2 separate regions of the Pan troglodytes genome follow, and region 1 is linked to region 2. Evidence: chromatin contacts called from public HiChIP or PLAC-seq data. All regions are on one chromosome and are shown on one strand. The core of a region is the stretch at or near the end of the contact, and the rest is flanking DNA. Distances in the headings are between cores, read along the strand shown.

Region 1 (5,250 bases), core at 635-3,134, 280 kb before region 2:
CCCTCACGCGGCGGGCTCGCGCCCGAGACCCGTCTAAAAATAGCCAGGCCCGACTATATTTGGTTCGGCCGGATCCTGGCGCGGCCGCGCGCTCCCCGCCCCGCCCCGCCCCGCCCCGCGCGCCCTGCCCCGCCCCGCGCGGCGTTGAATGGAGAAGGGGCGGGGGTGACCGAGGGGAACCTACTCCGCTATCTGCGGCGCGCGCCGGCGGCGGGTCCCGGCCAACCGCCGAATTTAGTAACATCGCCTGCGTCAATCACGCGCCTCGCGTGCGTCAGCGCCGCGCGGCTCCAGGTCCTGCTCCCCACCTTCAAGCCTTTGAATGGATACAATGTAGCAGCGCCCTCCTTCCTTCCGAGGCTGGATTGGAACCCGCCGCAGTGCAGAGACTCGGTTGCTCTCGGCTGGGTCAACTTTCGGGGCATCCTCCCACGATCCTCTCCGCACCACCGTGTCTGAATTGGAAGTGGAGGCGAAGAAAGATATACATGCCATATTTACCTATATGTAGTTTGTTTTCAAGTTTCTGGTCCTAGCTCGAACCTTCTTCGATTCTGAAATGTGTGCTGTCTACAAAGGAATCTTGTATCTCCCCTCGGCGCAGCGCCCCCCGCCCCCGCCACACACACACAAATTGGGACAGGTCAAACATATAAAACGGTATTTGTGATTCAAGCGGACCACATGGGGACCACTCTATCTGCATTGTTTCACTCAAATATTTTCTCCTGTCCAAAAATTCATTTCTGAAAGAGACTGCGTTCACTCAGCAGCAACCTTTGGGACTAGGGGTCTTTAACTCTGATAAATTTTGTTTTCATCAAGAAATTTACACTTAAATTTATCATTTCCAGGAAGAAATTGCTCTCCTTCATACAGTCACCCAGGCTTTCGGCACACCATTTCATGACAAATGTGTCCCAGGAGACCAAAGCAAATCCCCTAGCGAGGGACTGACTAATAAATCCTGTTGATTGATTTCGAAATGTTTAATTTGGGAGATGTGGGCGGAGGGCATCTACAACCATCAAAAAGTGAAAGTGCTAGTTGAGAGTTCCATTTCTGACCCGGTGCTGGGGAGGAGGAATGATTTGCAATAGTCAGACCCGCTCAGCTGTTCAACACGTGTGTGTTTGTTTTACACACAGAGTAGTTTCTGCTGCAGCGCGCGTGTGCATGATGGATGTGCACTTCGCTGGGTTATAACGTGTCCAGTTAAGAAACCCACGCCGTACGTGTAAAGAAATCAAACCTTATCCCCGGAACCATCTGCATCCCTGTGTGAAACACGCACCCAGTAAATGATGCGGGGAGGGGGGATTAGCCTGGGCGCAGAGGACCGGAGCAACGTAAACAGCTTTAGAACCTCTGCAAGAGGAAAGTGCAGCTGCACCTCAGGGCGTCTTCGGGCTGGTGCCAGACGCCTTCTGCACCGGCTGCCAGGTCACTGGAGCTGGTCAGAAGCTGGCTGGCGGAGCCTTCCCTTTTGGAAGAGCTGTCCTCTCCCTTACCCCCCTCCCCCTGGCTCCGTGCCTCGGGGCAGCCTCGGAGGCGCGCCAGCAGCACTCCTCCAACTCTACTCCACCCGAGCCTGACAGCTGGGCGGTCCCGCCTGACCCGTGGGCAGGCCGCTGCACCCTCCCGCAGACGCACGCCCTGGCGAGCGGTTCCGCTGCAAAAGGGATGGCACCGTGAGTCCGAGAAGCCCCCAGGCCGGGGCCGGCCGTGCGGCGGAGTTTCCATTGTGCGGCCGTGCGACTGGCCGAGGAAAGCGCGCGCGCGCGCGCACACGAACACACACACCCTCCCTCGCACACGCGGAACCGGCTAGGCCAGGGGAGGGAGGAGGAGGGTGACGTAGCGTCCCATGGCGTCACATTGACGTCTCGCATTCCAGGCACTCTATGGAGAGGCCGCTAGGGCTCCTGTGGCATAAATGACGTGCCGAGAGAGCGAGCGAACGCGCAGCCGGGAGAGCGGAGTCTCCTGCCTCCCGCCCCCCACCCCTCCAGCTCCTGCTCCTCCTCCGCTCCCCATACACAGACGCGCTCACACCCGCTCCCTCACTCGCACACACAGACACAAGCGCGCACACAGGCTCCGCACACACACTTCGCTCTCCCGCGCGCTCACACCCCTCGTGCCCTGAGCCCTTGCCGGTGCAGCGCGGCACCGCAGCTGGACGCCCCTCCCGGGCTCACTTTGCAACGCTGACGGTGCCGGCAGTGGCCGTGGAGGTGGGAACAGCGGCGGCATCCTCCCCCCTGGTCACAGCCCAAGCCAGGACGCCCGCGGAACCTCTCGGCTGTGCTCTCCCATGAGTCGGGATCGCAGCATCCCCCACCAGCCGCTCACCGCCTCCGGGAGCCGCTGGGCTTGTACACCGCAGCCCTTCCGGGACAGCAGCTGTGACTCCCCCCCAGTGCAGATTTCGGGACAGCTCTCTAGAAACTCGCTCTAAAGACGGAACCGCCACAGCACTCAAGTACGTATGAGATTCGCCCAGTTAATAAGGGGACTTGCTAAAAAAGTTGGCTTGCTGGGAAGCGTCGCTCCTGAAATTGACAACTTTGAGTGTGGGGTTCCCTCCCCTGACCTTGCCGCCCGGCTCCGGCTTTGCTAGCCCAGCGGCCCGTAGGTTCTGATCTGAAACTTTTCCCCTGTAGTGGGCCCGCGGGGATCTCTGGAGCTCGTGGGATTCCTCCCCCCACTCGAAGAGGCGAAAAGCCTCTAACAAAGGGGAGGACCGGGATTTGTGCTATAGCGGCTCCAGCGATGTAATTCAGGGTATTTCGGCTCTAGTTGTCATGGTAATGATGCTCTCGGCGGCGGCGGCGGCGGCAGCGGCAGCGGCAGGGAGTTGCAGCTCCGGTGATGAACGGCAGTAATTTTCCTGCCTTTTAAGTAGGATTGAAAATAGGAGCTCTGGTGGGTCCAAGTAAATGTTGCTAATGGTGGCACCGAGCTGGTTCTCTGGAAGGAAGCTTAGGAGGGAAGGGCCTAGGCAGCGACGGCCAGAGTTTGCAGACGCACTCGGAGGACCTCAGGAAAGAGGGCGTAATTGTAGGAATGTGGCTTATTGTATTGAAATGAGCCTGGGGTTCCACTAGGCACGTCTGCCTGGCGTCGCTGACATGCCGGTTTACACTTTTCCCTTAGGAGGTAAATCGGGTGTAATTGGCGACTCCCGCACACTGACACGTGTGGGGACGGTGTCCCTCTCTTCTGGACGTTGGCTCGGTGTGGGAAAGGCATGCTTTTTCACTGACAGAACTCGCGCTTTTGGAGAAGTTGCTCCGAGTGTTTTACTCTTAGTAGAAATGAAAGTTCTCGGTGGTGAGACCAGAGCGGTCATGCGAGCGCAGCCTGCGGAGACTGACTTCCAAAGGCACCTCTCCAACCTGTTGGAAGCCTCGGGGCAGTGGTGAGGAAGAACGCATTTGTCCCTTGATTTCCAAAAACGTTCTTGGAGATTGCCTTTTATTTATTTATGCGTCCGGATTCTCCAGAGGGAAGAGCTGCGAGGAGTTAGTAATCAGAAATGTCGGGCTGTGATCCCAGGGCCTTGTGGTGCTGGGAGAGAAGAACAGGGAGCCGTCATTCCATCGCGAGTCCAGTGCCGGATCTCCTTTTCCCACGACCGGGAAATATTTTATAGAATCAAGTTAGGGAAAGAAAAAGCTGCCTAACGTGGCTAATGGGCACAATGAATGAAGTTACTTTATTCGAGTTATTTTCGCTGAACAAGATGCTCGCAGAGTTAGTACCAAAGCCTCCTTAGGCCACAGCAACCTCCACGTCCGCTCCGCCCCCCACCCCCCGGCACCCATCCACCCCGTTCCCTGGGACCGTGCGCTCACAGAAATTCTTCCCCGCGGTTTGTCTAGTCTCCCTCGGTCTTTCTGAGAATCTCAGTCTTTCCCTTTCTGTCAGTCTCTCCCTCGCTCCTCTTGCCCCCGCCCAACCTCCGCCCCCGCTCCCCAGGGTTGGAAACTCCGCAGAGGAGCCCCGGTCACAATGGTGCGTTTCACGGTTTCCTCCACACACTTCACCACCGGGAGGGGAACACGGGGGTGTTCCTTTCGTCTGCCCACGAGAAAGAAAGGGGCTTTGACAGAGGTAGTTATTTCTTCCTAATTTACAACCCCAAGGCTCTGTGCTCCCGGCCCCGGCGGCCGCAAGCCGGAGCGGCGGAACGTGTTTCCAGGCACTGAGGCTTTGCCTAGGTAACCGGCCGTTTGTGGGGTGGAGAGAGCGGCGGGGCGCTGGGCTGGGCTGGAGGAAAGGCTGTGTGGGTCCCTCCCGCGAACGCTGGGCGCTCGAGGGGAACTCCTTCGTTGGGGAGAGGCGGTCCCCGCCCACCCGAGTTCTGAGGCCTCCTCTCAGAGAACGACTCCGCTTGAAAGGCCCTCAGGGAATGCGGGACGGGAATGCGGGCACCCACTGAAGGGGCGGGTGGGGGATTGCTGGAGACCCCCATTGAAGATGCGGGGAGACGGGAAGCACGTGCTACAGCCGTGGGAAGATCCGCTTCTACCCGCGCTACATCGAGCGCAAGCTTTCCGTCCGAGCAGCTCCAGCTGGGGCTGGGGGTGGCAAGGGAATCCCCCATTTCCTGGTCGTCGAGGGTTTCCTGGACCTGGGAGCCCCAAGTCCCTTTCTCTCTTCCTGCAGGCAAGCCCCGGGCTCAGGGGCGCCAGGAGATGACCCTCGTGGCCCCGCGCACCTCGGAGGTTTTTGGTTTGGTTTAATTTGGGGTTTTTCGGTCCATGTTCCCACTCTTCGAGCTGCGCCCACCCCGGGCAAAGGGGGCGCTATAGGCCGGAGTTTGGGCACCCAGTTCCTTCCCTGAGGCCTGCTGAGCTGCGCTTTCAGCTACAAAGTTTCGCTGAGGCTGTGCGCTGAGACGCTGGTCCCGGAGCTGCGCTCGGCGCCCTCAGGAATGTGACCCGCTAGGCCGCTGGGTGGCCAGGAGCCTCCAAGCCGCCCACCCTCGAAGACACCGCCCTCTGGGTGCAGGGGACCTGCCTCCGCTCGTCCCATCAGCCGCTAACGCCGTCCGCTTCGTCCTCTTGCTTCCAGCGCCAGCCTTCTCATCGCTGTGCCCTTTTGTTTGCTTGACCCCTGGCCCTCGAAACTCGCGGCTAATAGAAGCGAAGCTCCATTAGCATTTAGAATGAAAAGCGCAGACTTTCTTAATTCCTCGGGGCATTCATGCATTCGTTCCGGACCTTGTGCATTTCCTATGCA
Region 2 (5,112 bases), core at 64-2,563:
AAATCTGAATTTCTAAAAATCTACTACAATTAAGGTACTTTCAAATATTACATTATAATTAACAGCCCAATTAAATATAAGCCATTTTGCCATACGTGTTTAGTCCTTCGCTTTTGTCTCAATTTGACCTGAAGCCTGGATCAATTAGTCTGCACACTCAAGACGTACTCTGGAGCAAGAGGGACTAGGGAAAGATTCTTTTAAGATGGGATGATGCTGAGCAGGTTAGGCAGTTAGGAATGAATGCATATTCAAATAAGGCGCAATGAAGAAGAAATCTGCTTCCATGGGGAAATACGTTGCAATAAGATTTGAGGGAGGCCTTGAGCTGAGATTGTCAGGTAACCACACCTTCCACCCTTCAAACTCTATTCTCCCAGTGGAATCCAAACCAGTCTCCAGTTCCGGGTTCCCAACCAATCGCATCAAGCCACAACAGAGGGATCTGCCAACCCGGGCACCGCTTCAGGGATCTTGACACAGTGAGATTCACACAACCCCAGCACCTGTCGACCTCACACTCTTCCCAAATGGAGAGGGTGGGAAGGAACGCTAGGTCTATGCTTGGTCTTTTCCGATTCAAGCTACCACCAGGTCCACTGGCCCTCGAAACTGAAACCCCCGGACTTCGGGGAGAAGGGGAAGCTCCTACGCCGTGACTACGTATCAGTCCCTCAGGGCTAATTCTCCCATTCTCCCCCGACCCTGGTTTCTCAGGCCTCGGGGACTCCGCGCCTGGAAGCCGACAGGCGAGAATGAAGGCAGCGGGGGAGGGTACACTCCAAAACACTGGAGGAAAAAACGGAAAAGCAGGGGCAGGAGTAGCAGTGTTCCCCCTGGGCGAGGGCCGGAGGCCGTTCGTGCGTCTGTCGATGGGTCTGTCATTCCCTCACTCACCAGGAGCAGAAGGGAGCATCTGAGGTCGGGTAAGGATAGGAAGACGGCAGGATGCATGGTAACGCTGGGGTCCGTGGCAGGGACAGGCGCTGGCGGCTGGGACTGGGCTAGGTTGGGTTGGGTTAGGAAAGGGCTGGGCTCCGGGAGCCGACGGCAGCGGAGGATTCTCCAGGCAGCGGCACCTCGTCCTCTCGACCCGGGCTCCAGCGGCGAACACCCGGGACAACTTCCAGAGAGGCCTCTCACACCCTCACTTCCGGGTCCTGCCCACCTCGGTGCACTTCGGGAAATGTAGTCCTGCACTAGCCTCACCCCGCACGTCGTCCGTCATCTAGAACTTCCTTTCCCATTGGGCTCTCGGCCCCGGTCCACTGAGTCCTCTACGCGCGGGGTCCTGTGGGATAGAAGGGCGGAGGGCGGGTGTACGCGGTGCTTCAGAGGATGGGAACTACAATTCCCAGAAGGCTGTGCGGCCGAAAGCCTCGGGCGGCCTTTTGAGGGGCTCGGCTAGCTTCAGCGCCGTGGGGTCTGACCTGGCTGGGTATAGTGTACCGGCCCGGCAGGAGGGGCGGCCCGGTCCGGGTTGCGCCTCCTGGAGCCGCCCCCGGGACGTCAGTCCTGGAGGAGGCGAGGGTGAGTAGGAGGGGGCCTGGCTGGGGAGGCTCGGATCATTCGGTCCGCACCGCCTTGGACCCTGCTGCAGACTCACGGCCTTCCTGGCCTAGGCTGTGGCCTGAGCCTCCATCATTGGCCTCCTCGCCCGCTGCCTCTTCTTTCTGCTCTAATTCCTGCATTATAAAGTCAGAGCCACCACTCGGGGCCTCAGTTGAATGAGTCAATGACTTATCCCTGATTGTCTCTGAGGGCTCCTGTAAGGAGTAGATGTGGTACGGGATGGGATAGCACGTCGTAAACTGGAAAACTGTGTGAGTGATTGCTGCTAAGGCGTGGATCGCTCCTCCAGTATAATTACGAAATTCCCTAGCAAAGCAGTCGAGGATCCTAACTTGGCCCCAGGTAGCTCTGCGGCTTCTTCTGCAAACACTCAGCGAGGTCCAGGAGCCCACGCGATCTCTGCTTAGTACCCAGGAGGCACACTGTGCTTTTGTGGTTCCCCCTGCTCCCGCCTTTGCTTCAGCTTTCCTGCTGCCTGGAATGGCCTTACCCGTTCTCTCTCTGGAATGCTATCTTAAATGTCACCATCTCTGAGAACTTCCCGAACAACCAACCCTTTAGTCCTAATCAGAATTACTCTTCCTATGAGTGTGACTGCAGTACCTCTAGTTTTGTACGGTTATAATTATTAGAGCATTTATTACACGGGCTTGTTGTATTACACGGGCTTGTTGTATAATTAGGCACCTTTGCATTTTATAGCACTTTATCAAAGTGGTTTTGACTTTTTTCTATAAAAAATGATTTATTTTCTTAAAGGGGCAAAAAATACATTTTTTCTTAAGGAAAAAAAAGAGCCCTGCATAATGGCTTTCTCAGGGTGACAAAATTAGACAGTGGCAGAGCCAATACTCTTACCAAGGCTGCCTAACTCCTAGACTAGTGCTCCTATCTCTTGTCCACGCCCCTGACAGAGCCCAAAGATAGTTGAAATGGGAAATTTTAAAAGAGCAGAGACTTGTAAGTATGAATTCATTATTCAAGAAATTAAACTTTGATCCTGCTCACTTTTTGGACTTAGCACTCAGCCTGTGACCTTTCATCCAACAAACATCTACTGAGTACTGGCTATATACCTGTTACTGTGCTAAGTGCTAACAATTATGAAGTAAAAAGTATATATATATAATATATATTATATATATTATATGTATATATAATATATATAATATATATTATATATGTGTATATAATATATATTATATATTATATAGTGTATATAATATATATTATATATTATATAGTGTATATAATATATATTATATATTATATAGTGTATATAATATATATATTATATATACATATAATATATATATTATATATAATATATAATATATGTGTATATATAATATATATTATATATGTATAATATATACACACACACACATATATATAAAACAGAGATCACATTTTTAGTGTATTTTTCAAAGGGTATAAAGAACTTTTTTTGTGGTTCTGATGTGCCTAAAACTCTGATCACTTAGAATGAAAAATGACAGGTCTTAGAGTTTAGAACAGTGCCTAGCACATAGTTGTCACTCAGCTTGTTGAATGAACGAATGTGAACATGGTCTACCCTTATTATTTTTTGCATTTTACAGAAACCTAGAAAGCTGACGTAGCCTGAGGACACACTGCTGATTATAAATACAACTGGGCCTAGAACCCAAGTGCAGTTACTCCCCTCCCATGTTTTCACCTCCACCTCTATTTTGTAGCTTCTCTCAAATAACCTTAATATAATCCTGGATATGACAGTAGTTCTTCTGACATGACTGTTAGACTCAGACATGACTGAAGTGTCTCACAACACCCTCTTCCTCCATATTTTCTGCCAGTCCTTAACTCAAATTGTCAGCAAAATAAAGACGTAAGGAGCTGTGCTTTACCATAATTAAGAAAGTATTAATATGTTCTCTCAAGGGCAGAATTTGAACCAATAATCCTTGTCGATGACAAGACAAATACCAGCTCATCCGTTATAAATTTATCTTAGAAAACTCTCAGATCCCCAGGAGTAACAGCGATTGGCGTGACCTGCTTTTTGGTGAAATCAGAAAAGGACTTGCCTACCCTCATGGCAGCAATTAACTGGAGCTGATTAACAGCTGCTCCCTTTAGATAAGTACATATGCTTGAGTTTACCGTGATTCTGTGACTCCCTACGTTTCTAACAGTTGTTACCTCTCTGGTCCTTGTAGGCATTCAGCCTTGGAACTTTGATAAAGCAGCTTAAGGGTTTAGGAAGGATGTTTAAGATCACTGATGCAACTATTCATCTTTCCTTCCCATCAGGTGTTTGAATTCTTGCTGCATTTCTCCAGCCTCTGCTTTCTTAAACACTCTTGTGATAGGGATCTCACTATCTTCCTATGCGGCTGATACTTATTTTTTATTTTATTTTTTTTTTGAGACAGGGTCTCCCTCTGTTGCCCAGGCTGGAGTGCAGTGGCATGATCTTGGCTCACTGCAACCTCCATCCACCTCCCAAATTCAAGCAATTCTCCCACCTCAGCCTCCTGAGTAGCTAGGATTACAGGTGTGTGCCACCACAGCCCAGCTAATTTTTGTGTTTTTAGTAGGGACAGGGTTTCACCATATTGGTCAGGCTGGTCTCTCAAACTCCTGTCATATGTTTTTAAAAGGTTCTTACAAGCTCCATGAGACTACCGGTCAGAACAAAATTGTCCTTATTGAAATATGGTTCGTTTTAGTGATACGATGTTCCAAGTAAGATCTTATGGTTAAGACCTCTATCTAGGTATATTTTCCTGGTGGACCGAGGAGAGAACAAATAAAAATTTCACTTTTTGTGGGAATGAGGGCAAGAACTAGATACCTTTTAATTTAGTATTTAGCCAGGTGTGATGGCACATGCCTGAAGTCCCAGCTATTCAGGTGGCTGAGGAGGGAGGATCGCTTAACTCAGGAGTTTCAGGCTGTAGTGTGCTATGCCATTCGGGTGTCCACTTTAAGTTTGGCATCAATATGGTGATCTCCCAGGAGTGGAAGACCACCAGGCTGCCTAAGAAGGAATGAACTGGTCCAGGTCAAAACTCCTATGCTGATCGTAGTGGGATTGCGCCTATGAATAGCCACTGCCCTCCAGCCTAGGTAACGTAGCAAGATCCCGTCTCTTTAAAAATAGTTTTTTAACTAATTTTTTTTTTTCAGATGGAGTCTTGCTCTGTTGCCCAGGCTGGAGTGCAGTGGTGCGATCTCAGCTCACTGCAACCTCCACCTCCCAGGTTCAAGCAATTCTCCTGCCTCAGCCTCCTGAATAGTTGGGATTATGGCCACGCACCACCACGCCCAGCTAATTTTTGTATTTTTAGTAGAGACACAGTTTCGCCATGTTGGCCACGCTGGTCTCGAACTCCTGACCTCAGGTGATCTGCCCGCCTTGCCCTCCCAAAGTGCTGGGATTACAGGCGTGAGCCATCACACCCGGCCTTAACTAATTTTTTTATTTTTTTCTGAGTCAGGGTCTCAACCTGTTGCCCAGTCTGGCGTGCAATGGTGTGATCTCAGCTCACTGCA

What was found. HiChIP or PLAC-seq counts read pairs in DNA pulled down with a chosen protein or histone mark.
Region 1: an H3K4me3 HiChIP or PLAC-seq map of stem cell-derived excitatory neurons shows a contact between it and region 2, with 7 times the contacts expected there. The contact joins the promoter of NR4A3 here to the promoter of ERP44 in region 2. A contact is called at or near these places in 1 of 7 Hi-C or Micro-C datasets (stem cell-derived neural progenitor cells) and 1 of 1 datasets of contacts at active chromatin or transcription factors (stem cell-derived excitatory neurons).

Annotation. Positions count from the first base shown.
Region 1 is chr11:38,691,377-38,696,626 of NHGRI_mPanTro3-v2.0_pri, reverse strand. It overlaps NR4A3 (nuclear receptor subfamily 4 group A member 3), which reads left to right and starts at 1,884. Exons shown (of 8, transcript XM_003951483.6): 1 at 1,884-2,485.
Region 2 is chr11:38,411,918-38,417,029 of NHGRI_mPanTro3-v2.0_pri, reverse strand. It overlaps ERP44 (endoplasmic reticulum protein 44), which reads right to left and starts at 1,313. Exons shown (of 12, transcript XM_003312200.4): 1 at 898-1,313. The coding sequence starts at 954. INVS (inversin) reads left to right here and starts at 1,401. Exons shown (of 18, transcript XR_001720931.4): 1 at 1,401-1,530.